Linked DNA regions of Mus musculus: regions 1, 3, 4 and 5 are each linked to region 2. A link is a contact called in public ChIA-PET and promoter capture Hi-C data. All regions are on one chromosome and are shown on one strand. The core of a region is the stretch at or near the end of the contact, and the rest is flanking DNA. Distances in the headings are between cores, read along the strand shown.

What was found. Promoter capture Hi-C pulls out the DNA fragments that hold promoters and counts their contacts. ChIA-PET counts read pairs in DNA pulled down with a chosen protein or histone mark.
Region 1: a contact with region 2 is called in an RNA polymerase II ChIA-PET map of memory CD8 T cells, with 8 read pairs. The contact joins the promoter of G6pc3 here to the promoter of Rpl27 in region 2. A contact is called at or near these places in 3 of 115 datasets of contacts at active chromatin or transcription factors (bone marrow-derived macrophages, memory CD8 T cells and pancreatic cancer cells) and 1 of 9 other capture datasets (adipose tissue).
Region 3: a contact with region 2 is called in a promoter capture Hi-C map of pre-B cells, with 3 times the contacts expected there. The contact joins the promoter of Klhl11 here to the promoter of Rpl27 in region 2. A contact is called at or near these places in 4 of 39 promoter capture datasets (hippocampal neurons, liver and pre-B cells) and 1 of 115 datasets of contacts at active chromatin or transcription factors (regulatory T cells).
Region 4: an RNA polymerase II ChIA-PET map of memory CD8 T cells shows a contact between it and region 2, with 10 read pairs. The contact joins the promoter of Ghdc here to the promoter of Rpl27 in region 2. A contact is called at or near these places in 1 of 39 promoter capture datasets (hippocampal neurons), 1 of 115 datasets of contacts at active chromatin or transcription factors (memory CD8 T cells) and 2 of 9 other capture datasets (adipose tissue and pancreatic islet).
Region 5: a promoter capture Hi-C map of pre-B cells shows a contact between it and region 2, with 2.7 times the contacts expected there. The contact joins the promoter of Stat5b here to the promoter of Rpl27 in region 2. A contact is called at or near these places in 2 of 39 promoter capture datasets (liver and pre-B cells), 1 of 484 Hi-C or Micro-C datasets (CD4 T cells), 4 of 115 datasets of contacts at active chromatin or transcription factors (bone marrow-derived macrophages, double positive thymocytes, memory CD8 T cells and 1 more) and 1 of 9 other capture datasets (liver).

Annotation. Positions count from the first base shown.
Region 1 is chr11:102,187,447-102,190,983 of GRCm38.p6, forward strand. G6pc3 (glucose 6 phosphatase, catalytic, 3) reads left to right here and starts at 2,253. Exons shown (of 6, transcript NM_175935.3): 1 at 2,253-2,697. The coding sequence starts at 2,480.
Region 2 is chr11:101,440,419-101,443,598 of GRCm38.p6, forward strand. It overlaps Rpl27 (ribosomal protein L27), which reads left to right and starts at 1,827. Exons shown (of 5, transcript NM_011289.3): 1 at 1,827-2,038; 2 at 2,305-2,387; 3 at 3,083-3,180. The coding sequence starts at 2,307.
Region 3 is chr11:100,470,917-100,474,111 of GRCm38.p6, forward strand. It overlaps Klhl11 (kelch-like 11), which reads right to left and starts at 1,866. Exons shown (of 2, transcript NM_172565.2): 1 at 1,265-1,866. The coding sequence starts at 1,812.
Region 4 is chr11:100,769,393-100,772,547 of GRCm38.p6, forward strand. It overlaps Ghdc (GH3 domain containing), which reads right to left and starts at 1,565. Exons shown (of 9, transcript NM_031871.1): 1 at 1,487-1,565; 2 at 678-958; 3 at 264-385; 4 at 1-137. The coding sequence starts at 945.
Region 5 is chr11:100,849,305-100,852,671 of GRCm38.p6, forward strand. Stat5b (signal transducer and activator of transcription 5B) reads right to left here and starts at 1,277. Exons shown (of 19, transcript NM_001113563.2): 1 at 1,095-1,277.

The DNA.
Region 1 (3,537 bases), core at 1,003-3,502, 750 kb after region 2:
TTCAAGTCCCAACAACCACATGGTGGCTTACAACCATGGGATCTGATGCCCTCTTCTGGTGTGTCTAAAGACAGCTACAGTGTAATAAATAAATGTATTTTTTAAACTATCAAATCAAGCCAGCAGTGGAGGCAGAAGCAGAGTGATCTCTGTGAGCCCGAGGCCAGTCTGGTCAACAAAGTGAGTTCCAGGACAGCAAGGACTGTTACACAGAGAAACTCTGTCTCAAAAAACAACTAACTAAAGCCGGGCGTGGTAGCCCATGCCTTTAATCCCAGCACTCGGGAGGCAGAGGCAGGCGGATTTCTGAGTCCGAGACCAGCCTGGTCTACAAACTTGAGTTCCAGGACAGCCAGGGCTACACAGAGAAACCGTCTCTCAAAAAAGAAAAAGAAAAAAAACTAACTAATTAAATAAATAAGTAAATAAAAGTCTAATTGACTAATGGATTAAATAGCAAATGCAGCACGGGTTTTAGACAAAGGGATGATCCTAGATCCAGATCTCATGACATTACTCAGAACTACACACATTTAAACTTTTTAAAAAAAGTTTATTAAGTTTATTTATTTAATTTCTATACGTATCTTGCATGCATGGATGTATGTGGGCCACGTGTGTGCTTGGTGCCTGTGAAGGTCAAAAGATGGTATCAAACAATTTTAAATCAGGATGCTGATATAGATTGGTAAAGTTGTGAAGGTAAAGACTGGAGCCAGAGCAGATCTCAGAGTCCTTAAGAAGTAGGTATTGTGGCAGGGTGTGCTGTTACATACCTTTGATTCCAGCACGAGGGAGGGAGACGCTGGCAGATCTTTTGAGTTCAAGGCCAGCCTAGTCTACAAAGTAAGTCCAGGACAACCAGGACTCTGTTATACAGAAGAAACCCTGTCTCAAAAAACCTAAAACAAACAAACAAACAAATCTAAACAACACAATAAATAGGTAAATAGTGGATAGTCCATACCTATAATCTCAGCAATCCTAAGGTATTGGGAGTTTGAGGCCAGCCTGGGCCAGATCTACCTCAAAAATAAATAAACTAGAGCTTAATCCCAGCAGAGGGAGAGGGGCAGGTGGATCTCTGAACTTAATTAAGTCCCGCCTGGTCTCCATAGTGACAGGACAGCCAGGGATATGTCTAAACAAACAAACAAACAAAAAACATCTGTGTGAAATTTTGGCTTCTTGAAGCAATTAAAAAACACTTTCTTTATTTCATATCTTCATTTTCAACCACCCTTCAGACTTCAAGAACAAAGTTGCTTGAGACACTAAGAAATCCAAGGGTGTGGTCTCATGCCCTTGGGAGTCTCAGCACTTGGGAGACAGAGGCAGGCTGATCTCTGGATATGAGAGCTAGGCCTGGTCTATAAAGTGAGTTCCAAGATTGCCAGAGGTACACATAGAAACCATGTCTTGAAAAACAAAACAAAACTAACCAAACAAAAAGCCGGGCATGGGGCATGGTAGTGCATGCTTTTAGCCTTAAATTCCAGCACTCCGGAGGCAAAGGCAGGAGGATCTCTTGAGTTTAAGAGCAATCCCTGTCTAGAAACACTCCCCACTCCCACCTCGCCACGGACGTGCAAAGAAAGGAGGGAAAAAGAAATCAAAGAAGTATATCAACAGGCTCCTTCCTTTGCTCTAAGCAGATCTCCCCTAGGACTGTGTCCCTCCTAATAATGCAAAAACTGTAGGCGTGTGCCCTTCCTCTTTTCATGGAAATACTATCTCTTTCTTGATTTAGCTGCCCAATAAGAATTTTAAATGGCAGGAGGGTGGTAGGGGTGAGAGCAAGGCAAGTTTCTCGCACATAACATACACACACATGTTAAGCTCTGGATTCTTGAAGGAAGACGTGGATGAAATAGAATGGGAGAATCCTGAGCTAGAGACAGGTAGATGTCAACTAAGACTGTGTGCAACTGGAGGTCGGGCTTTGACTCCCTTCTCTCCAAATGGTCCAGATTTGAGAAAAATGGGTAGTGATGTTGGAAAACAGAGATCAGATCCAGAAGAAACCCTCGCCCTGGAGATTAGACATCGACTTCGCAGCAGCAGAACAAGGAACCGGGACACAGAGCTGGTTCCCAGGTTCATCGGTCCCCTGACCCGGAACAGCAGCGGGTTTCTGCACTACGCTGGCAGCCCACGTGCTAGCAACAGCGGCCACGTGGGGCCTTGAGGAAACGCCTTCGCAAAGGTTTGTCCCCTCCGCTGTCCAGTAGAGAGGAAGGCCGAGGAAGAAAGCCGGAGGAAACAGTACCAGCTACGGCTCCAACTCGCGCGTGTCAGGGACTGCGGGGGCGGGGCGGGGCGGGGGTGGGGCTTGGTTTAGACCCCCGGCGGGTAGGGCGGGGCCGGGGGCTAGAAAGGGTGGGCTCTAGAGGGCCAGCAGGTAGCCGCTTCATTTCTGCTAAGGTTCCTCGACTTGCACCCTACAACGGGCTCCAGGCTAGAGGACTCCTGATTCACCATGGAGTCCACGCTGAGCGCGGGCATCATAATGGCTGAAGCACTACAGAACCGGCTTCCCGGGCTAGAGAATATGTGGCTCTGGGTCACCTTTCTGGGCGATCCTAAGAATCTTTTTCAGTTCTGCTTCCCCGCGGCCTACTACGCCTCCCGCCGCCTGGGCATCTCCGTGCTCTGGATCACCTTCATTGCTGAGTGGCTCAACCTTGTCTTCAAGTGGTGAGACAGAGAGAAGCCTTCGGGCATCCTGGTCCCCTTATCCCTTTGGGGCCCTGATCTCCCTCAAGTAGTTACCTCAAAGGCAAACACTTTTCTACCTATTCTTATCCCCTTAGGCCCTAGTCTTCACCTCAGATCTCACAGTTCACCCATCCTCAACTATCCGGATCAGAGAAACGACTTAAGGGGCGTGTTCAACTGCAAATACAGTCTCCGCCTCAGACCTACTGATTTCGTAACTCCAAATTTAGTTGTAGTTGGAAATCTGCGTTTTAGCAGTTATTACTAGAAATGTAGGTAGCCGAAAATCTTCTTTCTTAGCTGAACATCTTATTCATCTATCCATTTGTTTGACATTAAACTAGGCACCAGTTTCATTAAGATGTGGTCCCTGGTTTAAGCTCAAAAGCAGAGTCAATGCTTGAAGACTTACTAGAAATACAGACTCTAAAGCTCCAGGCCAGATCTGCACTTTAACAAGCCCCCCACCCCCACCCCCGATTATAATGTGCCCAATGAAATTTAGAAGCCACTCAATGCCAGTCACTAAAGGGAATCCTTACCCTACCTGCAAGGAACACTTTTCTTCTCTCCCCAGTACTTAGTCTAGCTTTCTCATTCTAAGAAGCCAGTGGCCCCACACTGCTGGGCCTCCTGCAGCCCTTGGGGTTTATCTGGGCCACCGTGTTTGTTTGCTTGTTTGTTTTTCTGTCTTTTCGGAGTACAGAAGGGAGTTACTCAACACTGCTGTTGCCCAGGCTCCCCAGCCTTGAAGGAGGAAGCAAGGATCATAAAGAGACATAGAATAAGCTAACATGACAAGCTGGAAAGCAGACAATT
Region 2 (3,180 bases), core at 577-3,076:
AAGGCCAGCCTGGTCTACAGAATGAGTTCAAGGACAGCCAGGGCTAGACAGAGAAACCCTGTTTCAACCCCCCCCCCAAAATATTTATTGGATACAGAAATGCAAGTATAATCCAGATGTGGTTCCAGGACTCACGAGGCTGAGGCAGGAGGATCACTGAAAGCTGGATTCCAGCCTAGGCTATAATGTGACTTCCAAGCCAGCTTTAGCTACAGAGTAAGACTTTGTCTCAGAAATTAGTGCCAGCAAAGTGGCTTAGAAGTGGAGAGCACTACTGCTCTTCCAGAGAAGCCCAGTTCTCTTCCTAGTACCCACATCAAATGGTTCACCACAGCCTGTAACTCCAGCTCCAGGAGATCCAATGTCTGTGGCCTATGTGGGCATCATATTCTCACACATACCCACATATCAACATACACATAACTGAAAATAAGTCCTTTAAAATGAACTGAAAAGGGGGCTGGTGAGATGGCTCAGTGGGTAAGAGCACCCGACTGCTCTTCCGAAGGTCCAGAGTTCAAATCCCAGCAACCACATGGTGGCTCACAACCATCTGTAACAAGATCTGACTCCCTCTTCTGGTGTGTCTGAAGACAGCTACAGTGTACTTACATAAAATAATAAATAAATCTTTAAAAAAAAAAAAAATGAACTGAAAAATATTGAAGTAATAATAAATAGGGGCTGGAGAGATGATGGTACTTAGAGCAGTTTCTGCTCTTGCAGAAGATCTGCAGAGAACCCAGGCTCAATTCCCAGCACCCACACAGTGACTCACAATCATCTGTAAAACCAGTTCCAGGGCATCCAACATTTTCCTCTGACCTCCTTGGAGAATAGACACTCATCTTGGTGCATATACATACATGCAGGCAAAAAAGCAAAATACTCATACAAAAAAATAAAAATAAATCTATCGAGGCCAGCCTGGTCTACAGAGTGAGTTCCAGGACAGCCAGGGCTACACAAAGAAACCCTGTCTCAAAAAAAAAACCAAACCAAACAAAACAAAACAAAATCTAAATCTCAACATATATGTGTGTATATATATATATATATATATATATATATATATATATACAAATATATAATATATATTTTAATTTAAAAATATATTTTAAAAGCTAGGAGTACCACATGCTTATTGTAGTCAATATCTGACATCATCGGGTTGAATGTTGGAGATAAGGATACTGTCTGATCTTTTCCATTTTTCATTTTTCATCTAACTGTGCGCGAGGAGGTCATTTTGTTTCTTTTTTTTTTTTTTTTTTTTTTTTTGGTTTTTCGAGACAGGGTTTCTCTTTATAGCCCTGGCTGTCCTGGAACTCACTTTGTAGACCTGGCTGGCCTCGAACTCAGAAATCCGCCTGCCTCTGCCTCCCAAGTGCTGGGATTAAAGGCGTGCGCCACCACGCCCGGCTGTCATTTTGTTTCTTATGGATAATAATTTTAAATTATTTAAATTAAAATAAATTGTAATTTATTTACCTATGGAAGACAGAGTCTATGTAACCTACGTTGGACTAGAACTGGAACTCTTGTCTCAGCCCCTCAAACGATGGGATTACAGGTTTATGCAGCACACACACACACAAACACACCCCCGCCCACCACTGACACACACACACACACCCACACCCCCCCACACACACACCCCCGCAAAGCCCGGTCTTACAAAGCAAAACTGTGAATTTCAGACTCTGTCCTCCTCCTAGTGGCAGAGTAGGGGACTACAGCAATGAAGGGGACAGAACAGAGCTCACATTCAGGTGTCATCCTCGCTCCTCCCTCCACACGCCGGAACCGGAACGCTCTGTTCCTGTCTGCTGCTCGTGCTGCTAATAAAGCTTGGTTCAAAAACGCAGTGCCCGACCCTCCCTGACGAGCTCCTTCCGCCAACAACTTTGACCACCAACCGTGGGGCATGGCTGGGCCTGGGAGGCGGGACAGGAAGTGAAGCCACCTCTCCGTAAGGTGAAAGGTTAGCGGAAGTGCCCTCCTTTCCTTTCTGCTGGGTGCCGGCTGCCTGCTGTCGGTGAGTAAAGGCCTGGAGAGGGTCTTGCAATCCGCCGCCATCGCGGTCCCGGGGTCGGGTTGCTGGGCTCATTCGGACTCTGAGCCTCTGGCGGCTTCACGGGGAGTCGCATCCCTCGAGCAGGACCTCCGGGCCGCGTGGCGGAGTCGGCAGCGGGTGATCTAAAGTCGCGGGCCTACGACCGGGGCTCGCAGGTAGACGTCGGCTCCGGGGCCTTCCGCTTTACACACTTGTGAGCGGCTCCTTCCTTGTCTTTGTCTCTGCAGAGATGGGCAAGTTCATGAAACCCGGGAAAGTGGTGCTGGTCCTGGCCGGACGCTACTCCGGACGCAAAGCCGTCATCGTGAAGGTACCAGACCCCCGGGGCTCTTGAGACTGCTTGCATGTGCGGATTTCGGCTGCTGGATAAGATGAGCCGGATGGGAATTTAAGATCTGTCCTAACAATAGGCACTGGCGAATGCATAATGGGTAGTAATGGTGGCCACTGTGTATTGTACATATTACAGCTGTGGTGTATAGTTCTTGCAGTAACTTAATTTCCGGCACTAAGGTTTCGAGGTGTTAAGTTACTTAAGGTCAAAGTAATGGGTGCTGCAGGCAGCTGAGAGGATGTAGGATGGGAGACACTACTTACACTTAGAGAGCATCCCCTGGGTGTGTTTGAGCGTTTTGCTACTTGCCTCTTACCAGTTTTATAAACCCTTGTGGTCCTAGCCACAAGACCACTGGCCTCTCCAGCTTCCTGCTCCTGTCATTTAGCTAGAACCGGTTAGTTAGGCTGCCCGCTTTGCAGTCTGGGCTTTAACCTTAACTAGCTTCATGGGGGAAGGTGTTAGGGGTCACTTTGAGTGTTAGCCTTGATGGACTTCTAAATCTCCTTGTGACAGGAGTCAACACTGGCTAACTCAGAGTTACTGTCCTGTTGACTCTTAGCATTAAAGGAGTAATCTAGAGATGTGGAGGGTGTATTCAGTAAACATAGTTTTACTAAGATGGGGCCGAAGCAGTAACGTGACTTTTCTTTTTCCCTTTTCTCGTCTAGAACATTGACGATGGCACCTCGGACCGCCCTTACAGCCATGCCCTGGTGGCTGGAATTGACCGCTATCCCCGGAAAGTGACAGCTGCCATGGGCAAGAA
Region 3 (3,195 bases), core at 616-3,115, 970 kb before region 2:
CTGAATATCAGATATTCACAGAAGCAAAATTAGTTATGAACTAGGAAGGAAATAATGTTATGGTTGGGGTCACCACAACATGAGGAGCCGTATTGAAGGGTTGCAGTGTTAGGCAGGGTGAGCATCACTGCTCCAAGGGACCCATCCATCCTCCCCACCACTTGGATGCTTTTGCTCCTCTCATCCTGCCTCCTTCATGCAGCTATATAACCCACGCTGTTTTCTCCCTCTACCTGAAGCACACTACCTTGCCACCTATATGCCTTTGCTATGATTTCTGAACATTCTTTATGTGCCCAATTTAAAAATAGTTCCTCTCAGCCTGGTCTATAGATTGAGTTCCAGGACAACCAGCATTACATAGTGCGAACCTGTCTCAAAACAAAGAAATAAAAAAACAAAACCTCCTCTCCATTAGGGCCTATGACGCACAGTCCCACACCTCAGTCTGCCTCACAGCTGTAATAATTATTCAACATGCTATATATTCGCTGTTAAACATCAGAGAGTTTGATAAGGAAAAGGATTTTCATGTGTTTTGATCACTGCTGGATATACCCCCTCCCCCAGCACTGTAACGAGGTCAGTGTCTAGCGCTCCAGAGGTATGTGTTAAAGGATTTGTAACAGTACCAGCATCTCCACCTGCCTCCGAACCAACCTCTGTGGCGTCCTTTCTGGCTCCCCACAATCCATTTTCCACAATCCACTTTTCACTTTTGAAATATTTAAATATTTCGTATTTAAATATTAAAATCAGATAATCTCTCTACCCAGTTTCCCATCCATCACACTCAATAAAATCCAAACATTCCTCACACACACCCTCTGGTCTTTAAACCCAGCATATCCGGAATCGCTGGATTTTCTTTTTAACGTCCTTTCTTCTCTAAGCCAGCCTGGACCCTGACTGAGGCCTTTGGGAAGCCTGTAATGTGCACCCATTCCCTTTTGTACGGCCAATTTCTCTTGCCACTGCGAAGCTGGTTTAAATGACATTTCCTCCGATCCGTAGCTAGCCCTTCACCGTTTTTTAAATGTCATCATCACAGGAGTCGAACACGACCCACCGTTTTTCATCGCCTTTGTCCCTACCACCTGAAATCTGCGCTCAGGGGTGCAATGCGCACAAGCTAGACTCTCAGGGGGCATCCTCAGTGCCAGGCGCGGTGGCTGTCCCGTCGCGGGCATAATGAGGGAGCTGGCACCACAGACACTGCCCCCCACCCCCCAACCCAGCCCTCGCTCGCCCACGGTCGTCTCACCTGTCGGCCAGCTCCAGCACCTCGTGCACGCTGCCGGTGCTCACTCGGATGCGGCCGGTGTACATGTACTCGATAACGGCTTCCACCGTGTCAGGTTCGGGTCCGGGCTCTGAGCTCCACTTGCGCATCTCCACCCGGCCCGAGCGCGATTCCGAAAACTGACCCGAGAGTAAGGGCGTGAAGTACTCGGTGGCAGCGGCCAGCACCGAGCGGTGGGCACGGAACTCGCGACCTCCGGCCCCGCCGAAGCACAGGGTGATGTCGCAGAACAGGCCTTGACGCCGCTGCTCGTTCTGCCGCCAGGACAACTCGGAGCAGTGAGTGCTGCACTCGAAGTCCTCGGCCTCTGGGCCCGGATCGCTCCCGCCCGTGTCGACGAGGGTAGAGATGCCGGCCCCGGTCACGAAGTCTACCGTGCCACTGCCTCGGACCTCAGCGGCCAGGCTCGCGGAACCGGCGACGGCAGTCTCCATGCTCTCCATCTCCAGCACTTGAAAAGATGCAGCCGCGGCCGCAGCGGCAGCTGCCGCCGCCACAGCCGCCGCCATCTTGACGCCGCCGTACCGGCCCCCTCAGCTTCCGAACGGTGCGGCAAGTCTGATGCGACACAGAGGCATTCTGGGATTAAATAGTGCGCGCGGGGCGGAGCCGCGCCTGCGCACTTCTGCCGTGCTTACGCCCTCTAGCGAGGCAAGCGCAGTTCTCGGAGCCAGAAAAAAACTCAGGTCTACCTTTTCTCGCCCCTCCATTATGGTGGCCCCCTGTGCTTGTTTTGTTGAATTTTCTTCTACTTTATGTTGCTTTGGAGTGTATCCTCGCCATCACACGCACACACATTTTTTGTTTGTTTGTTTGTTTTTTAACTTTGTAGACCATGATAGCCTGGAACTCACAGAGATCCACCTTACCCCTGCCTCTGCTGGCCTGTGCCAATCCCAGCACTTGGGAGGCAGAGGCAGGCTGATCTCCCTGAGTTCGAGGACCTAGTCTCAGAAAGGACAGCCAGGAATACACAGAGAAACCCCGTCTTAAAACACAAAACGATTGACTTTGGAGAGAAAGTAATTTTTAAATTTTATTCTTATCAAAGTGTCTGTGCACAGGTCCTACAGAGGACAGGTAGGTGTTAGATTCCCAGTAGCTGGAGTTAAAGGCGGTTAAAACCCCCCTGATAAGGGTGTTGGGAGCCAACAATCAAACTGATTCTCTGAGAGAGTACTCCTAACTGCTAAACTATCTTTCCAATCCAGGAGGGGGGCAGTATAAAGAAAAATAACTTCGTTAAAGTTATTTATTTTTGCAGGTGTCTCTCATGTAGCCCAAGGTGGCCACACACTTGCTGTGTAGTTAAGGATGACTTTGAACTCCTGATTCTTCTCCTGGATTTTGGGATTACTAAAATGTTCCTGAGCACACCCAATTTTGTTTTGTTTTGTTTGTTTGTTTTTTGTTTTGTTTTTTGAGACAGGGTTTCTCTGTGTAGCTATGGCTGTCCTGGAACTCACTTTGTAGACCAGGCTGGCCTCGAACTCAGAAATCCACCTGCCTCTGCCTCCCAAGTGCTGGGATTAAAGGCATGCGCCACCATTGCCCGGCGAGCACACCCAATTTAACATGAGCTATGTAAGAAACCAGGGCAAGCCTGGCGTGGTGGCGCACTTCTTTAATCCCAGCACTCGGGAGGCAGAGGCAGGCAGATTTCTGAGTTCGAGGCCAGCCTGGTCTACAGAGTGAGTTCCAGGACAGCCAGGGCTACACAGAGAAACCCTGTCTCGAAAAACAAAAACAAAAAAAAAGAAACCAGGGCAGTTTAGTCACCCCAGCACCAATAAGTAAATAGCCCTAAAAATTACATTTATTTATTTTTATGGTAGGGTATTCGTGTGGAGTACAAAGCACAATTTAATGAACATCACTACGTTAGAGGATAG
Region 4 (3,155 bases), core at 315-2,814, 670 kb before region 2:
CTTACCCGGCCCAGGGCGTGCCCAAGCCAGGGGACAGAGCAGGGCCATGGCGATGTAGGGGTCACACAGGCAGTACTTCCTGGAGCCAGCGCTTCTGGGTAGGCCTTGTTTAGGGTTATTAGACCCAGCAGGGTGGCCTGGAGGGAGACAGGAGGGCCTGTCATTCAGACCTTAGAACCAGACCCCAGCTACCATAGCGGGCCTTCTTTGTACCTCCTTTTGGGAGGGGTCTGCTGTTGTGAGGTGGAGGTACCTCTGTTTACCTGCAAAGAGGCGTCTCCATGGTACTGGGGGGAGGCAGGGGATGGGAGCGTCTCTTCACTTTCTTGCTCCTGAGTGTGGCTGGTTTGGGTCAGTGGAAGATGATTCCGGAAGGTTCTCATATCTGTAGACCCCCCCCCCAAAAAAAATCAGAAACTCCTCAGGAAGTGAGAAGACTGTGGAGAGCCTTGAGAAAGGAACCCAGAAAGGGCCTGGGAAATGAGGTGAAGGCTAGACCAGGGCCCAGCAAAGGAAAACCCATCCTAATAGGTGTCAGGTTGTAAGCCATGGTAGGGCTCTGCACCAGGCCACATCATATTGGTGGTAAATGAAGGGGCCCTTGAGTTCTAGAATCTGACTGCCTTGTGGGCTATTTTCTCTCCTTGGGTCACCTCCCCCAGGTGCCAGAAACACACCTGTGTCCTCCCTGGGGAGACAGCAGGAGCCCTGGGCTTTCTTCAGACACCACATGAGGGCCTGCTGCTGGCTCTGGCCCACATTCAACGTGCTCCGGTCTAGTCTCCACTGCTGCCAGGCGGCTGCCCAGCCCAGCATCCCCCAGGCCACTCGGTGTTGGAGACTGATCAGCCAGCATGGCCTGGCACCCCGAGACCTCTGCTGCCAGAGTATGGCCAGCAGGGGCACGAGGAGGAGCAGCAGCAGCAGCAGCCACAGCAGAAGCATCTCCAAGGAGCTCCTGGGAGAGGAATGGAATGGAATGGGGTGTGAGGGGGATAACCATGTCTTCCCACACACTCCGCCGCATACAGAAAACAGAGGAAGGAGACGACGGTGGTAGGAAGCCAGGGCCCTGTTAGGCAGGCAATATGGAAGAGAGACCCTCAAGAATCTGGCACCCTGGCCGGGCGTGGTGGCGCACGCCTTTAATCCCAGCACTCGGGAGGCAGAGGCAGGTGGATTTCTGAGTTCGAGGCCAGCCTGGTCTACAGAGTGAGTTCCAGGACAGCCAGGGCTACACAGAGAAACCCTGTCTCGAAAAACCAAAAAGAATCTGGCATCCTACTAACTGGCATCCTTGCTTCTCGAGCTAGAAGAACAGCTCTGACAGCTCCTCCCTCCTTCGTAAGAGGAGAGGGCTGGGCGTGACATTTTTACCCACTCCCAAGTGACTTTGCTTTCTCTCAGGATCTTCCCTGCCCTGGTCCCGTTTCCCAGTAGAGCCCTGGGTATATATATACACCTGTCACAGCCTATTTCTGCTTACTTTCAGCACCCCGGGACCCCTCAGGGTCCCTCAGTGTGTCTGGTCGCAGTCCTGAAAGTTGAAGTGATGACTTTAAAAGGCAGGGCTTGGGCAGGAAATCCGGCCTGACTGGGAGGACCCGGGGGTGGGGCGGAATGTTCTTAAAGGAACAAGTTACCTAAAAGGTAACTTGTTGAGTTGCTGGCTCAGGTTGGCAGATGGAGGGAGTTAAGGCCAGGGTGGCAAGATCGTCGAGAAAGACAGGGAGGTGTGTGTGGAAAGAGTGCTTGCTTTCCATTCAGGAGCAGATTCAGACTCAAGTAAAAACCACAGCTGCCGAGGTGTGGTCGTGCAGACTAGTTGTTGCAGCCCTAGGGTATGTGCCAGCAAGAGGTCAAGGTCAGCCGGGCAGTGGTGGTGCACACCTTTGATCCCAGCACTCAGGAGGCAGAGGCAGGTGGATTTCTGAGTTCGTGGCCAGCCTGGTCTACAGAGTGAGTTCCAGGACAGCCAGGGCTACACAGAGAAACCCTGTCTCGAAAAACCAAAAAAAGAAAGAGAAGGAGAGAGAGAGAGAGAAAGAAAGAGAAAGGTCCTGTTCCATCTCCACACCCCCCACCCAAAAGAGGACAAGGTCACCCACAGCTACAGCTACATAACAAGTTCAAGGCCAGTCTGAGCTACACGTCTTTTCTTTCTTTCTTTCTTTCTTTCTTTCTTTCTTTCTTTCTTTCTTTCTTTCTTTCTTTCTCTCTCTTTCTTTCTCTCTCTCTCTCTCTCTCTTTCTTTCTTTCTTTCTTTCTTTCTTTCTTTTTGGAAAGGGATGTTTGCCTCCCTCCTCACCTTTTGAAAATTTATTTATTTTATATGAGTACACTGGAGCTGTCTTCAAACACCCCAGAAGAGTGCATCAGATCTCATTACAGATGGTTGTGAACCACCATGTGGTTTCTGGGATTTGAACTCAGGACCTCTGAAGAGCAGTCAGTGCTCTTAACCACTGAGCCATCTCTCCAGCCCCATATCTTAAAAAAACACCACCACCACCACCAACAAAAAAAAAAAACCACAAAACCAAATAAACAAACCAAAAACCCATTCTACATAATGCATCTGCAATCCCTGCATTTGGGAGAGGCTGGGGAAGAGGAATGGCTCCACTAAGTCAGCGGCCAGTGTGGGCTACATAGCAGGTGCTGCCTTACAGGGTAAATAATAGCTTGTGAATAAGACCTTGTGGTGCATACTTTTAATCTCCACGTTCAGAGGCAGAGGTAGAAGGAGCTCTATGAGTTCAAGGCCAACCTGATCTACACAGTAAGTTCCAGGACAGCCAGGGCTATATAGAGAGTCCCTGCCTCAAATAAAATAAATAAAAGAATAACAAAACATCAACAAACAAATATCCAAAGTTGTCCCCAGTCTGTAAATCTCCACAAAATTAGTTAAAGAAAATGACTTCCACCTAGGTGGCCTTAAACCTGAATGCAGTGTGTGCCATAGGCAATCTGCTAAGAAACCTCCAAGACAGACATACATACAGACAGACAGACTGCAACCCACCCCCTTCTACAGACAAGCTGACACAGTCAGTTATACTATGGCAGGTCCTTAAGTAGGATGGCTTACAGCAGTTTGTCATATATGGGTCAATCAAATTTTCCTGGTAATTGGTGTGTCTGAATTTACT
Region 5 (3,367 bases), core at 27-2,526, 590 kb before region 2:
AGTATAATCCCAGGGGTGGAGGCTTCCCAAATCGAAGATTCTATAAGCCAGTTTGCCACTATTAATTTAATACAAGTTCCGACCCACAGCGAGACAAGCACAAAAGTGGACATAGGTCCTTGAGGAAACGAATGGCCTCTTTTTGCCTTTAAAATCTTCTGGGTCTCATTAATCCCTGCTTTCTAAACGCTGCCGTTTGTTCTTCGCCTTTTCCATCACTGCTGGCTACAAGTGTTTGCAAACGCCTCCTGCTCCAGACAAGTCCCCCCCCCCGCCCCCTTCTGCTACCCCCCCCTTGATCACTCTGACCATCTTGCCAGATTCCTTTAGACTCAGACCAGCTTCTGTGATAAGACAGCTCTCCTTCCGACTCCCCATATCTACCCCCGACACCAGGATCACTTTTTTTTTAACTCTTTAACCTTGGCTAGGAAAAACAAGATAGAAAGAAAAGAAAGGAAAAGAAAAGAAGAGAAAATGAAAGAACAGCTTGCCCGCATCCCACCACCACACATTCAAGCCCAGGCCTGGCAGGTCCTGATGTGGGACCCCGCAGCCCAGAGCCTTATCAAAATGTTCATATTTGTTGTCTTGACTCCTTATAAGGCACTATTTCTTGAAGCTTTGCTGATACCCCCCACTCCACTGGGTACCTTCGGCTCATCGTTTTCCCCAGAGTCTCGGGCACCCCCCCCCCCCCGCTTTGGGGAGCACATTATAATAAGAGGAAAAACTGGGAGACAGCAGGGACTCTTCAGAAATGCAACAGGAAGGTGTGAGGCGGCCGACAGCAGTCCCCTCGCTCCCAGGGGATCGGCTCTGTCGGCGTCCCTCACACACCCATCGTGACACGCACGCGCCAATACTTTTCACGGTATCCACGGCGCCCCCCTCCGTGGCCTCCGCGCGCCCCTCTCGTAGCCACCACCAGCGCCCCGGGCCCCTCTGCAGCCGCCCGGCGCGGCCCCCGCGGCCTCCCCACGGCCCCGGAGCGATGGCGGCGGCTCGGCCCTGCCCAGCTTCTAGACAGCAGGAGCACGGGGCCCCGCCCGGGCTCCCGGGCCCCCTGGCCCCGCGCAGGGCGCAGCTCCTACCTCGTTCTGCCCCACCAGAGCCAGCGGTCTCTCCGGTCCCGCACGCTCTCTCGCACGCCCGCTCGCTCCCTCCCCGTGCAGGACCTCCGCGCGTCGTCGCCCGCGCTCGGTCCCCGCCCGGGGTGACGGCTTGGGCCGCCGACTCTCCTCCCGCCGGGGCCCACGGGGGCGCGCGCCGCTCTCGCGCTCAGGCTCCGGGGACGCGCGCCCGCCCGTAACCCCGAGCGCGCCCCGCTTCCTGGTTCCTGCCCGCGCGCGCTCCCCAGCCCCAAGGTCCCTCCGCGCCCCTGCGCGACCGCCCTGCGGGGCCCCGGAACCCCCTGCGCGCAGTGGAGCGCGGGAGCGCGCTCGGCTGGGCCTGCGCCGCGCGCTCCCGCTGCAGGCCGAGCCCGCGCCCAGCCGCCCTGGACACCCCCTCGAGGCTCCGGGACCCCTAACACATGCTGTTTTGTTTGGGTGGGAGAGATCCCCGTTTAAGGGCACGAGCGGCGGTGGTCTTGGAGATTGGGACACCCCCTCCGCGGCCCGCCCACCGCCCTCCCGCCGGGAAACCAGGCCCGCGTCCTCTAGCTCTCAGGCCGAGGGCAGAAGTCCATAGTAGCCCCGATCAATAATTATCCCGAGCTTGCTCCCTGGAGGGAGGTTTAAACCAGGGCCCCTGTCGCACTACCCCGATGGGCACAGGCAGGACCGGGCCAACTGGATCAGTGGATTGCCCCTGGGTGAATCTATGGGGCATATGGGAGACGCCTTCCTCCCTGGGAATTTTTGCTGGTAACTAATCTTGGTTTTGGGAGTGACAGGTTTATCCAGGGCCGTCTGGGTTCTCTCCAGGGGTAGAGGGTCTCTACTACCCTTTCCCCAATGTTGGGGAGGGTTGCTGTATGTGTGAGAGAAAGCAACCTGAGTCACCCACTCTCCCGCGCTCCATCTCCCCAAGCTGGCCAGTGGTTTCCCTGGCAACCCTCCAAGGGCCAACCCGGCCAGCCCGGAAGCAAGGCACATCAGTGGTACAGAAGCCACAGCTGTAGAAACCTCAGCTGCAGGGGCAAAAGAGGGAGGACCCCTTCCCAGCACAAACACACGGAACGTCTATTCTCTACAGTCACCTACAATTTGTCCCGCTGAAAATTTTCCTAGCCAGGCAGGATCGAGAGGCAAGCTCTTCTATGATTCTCTTCCCAGCAGCCTTCCCAGGCACAAAGGTTTGGGGGTGTTAACTGATCACAAAGCCCTTCTGCTCCTGCCCTACAGGCTGGGCCAACACCTGACACAGTGCTTGGCACAAAAAAGAGGGAGAGAGCGTGGGGGCTGGGCCAAGAAGCTGGATGGGATGGAAATCAGCAGCTCTGGGCTTCCCCTTCCCCACCTTTCCTCCCCCCACCCCCCCACCCCACAGCCAGCTTAGGACGAGTTAAAACTTCAGGGCACATTTCTCTGTTCAAGCTTCCATACCTGTAAGCTATCACCTCTCCCAGAAACACACTCCTGGCCTTTCTGTGTGATGCTCGCTCTAGGGCAGTGGTTCTCAACCTTCCTAACTCCGCAACCCTTTAATATAGTTCTTCATGTTATGGTGACTTCAACCATAAAATTATTTCCGTTGCTACTTCATACCTATAAAATTTGCTACTGCTGTTTATCATAATGTAAATAGCTGTGTTTTCTAATGGTCTTAGGTAACCACTGTGAAAGGGTCCCTAGATCCCCAAATGGGTCTCAACCTACAGGTTGCTCCTGCTCTAGGGCCCAGAGTCTAGGCAGTATAACTGTTACCCTCCTGTTTCTCACCACACACTTCATACCATGCCTTATCACCATACCTCTTGTGTTGAAGAACGATTTCTTGTTAGCATGTGTCTCCTCCAAAGGCAGACACAATATCCTGTTCACCTTTAAATCCCCCCACCCACACCCAGCCCTGTGTAGACACCCAGTAAATATGCTATACCTTGGAAAAGGAAACTGCAAGGACTATGTACATATCAAGAGCACAAGGTCCAAAAGCAGTCATACCATTGTGAACCCTTTTCTGCCTTGTTCTCTGTTTTCACTACATAGCAATATCAGTACTGTCTACCTCATGGCGTCCCGAGAATCAAGTGAGCTAAGAGATATGAAATAGTTCAAACCCTGCCACCCACTATATTTATGCTAACTGTTATAGTGGTTAATAAGAGCTAGGATTTAAATTTCTTTTCCTGAGATTGGGTAAGGTCTAGGACTCAACTCAGCTACTATAGCTGATGACCAACAACATCCAAAAGGGTGTC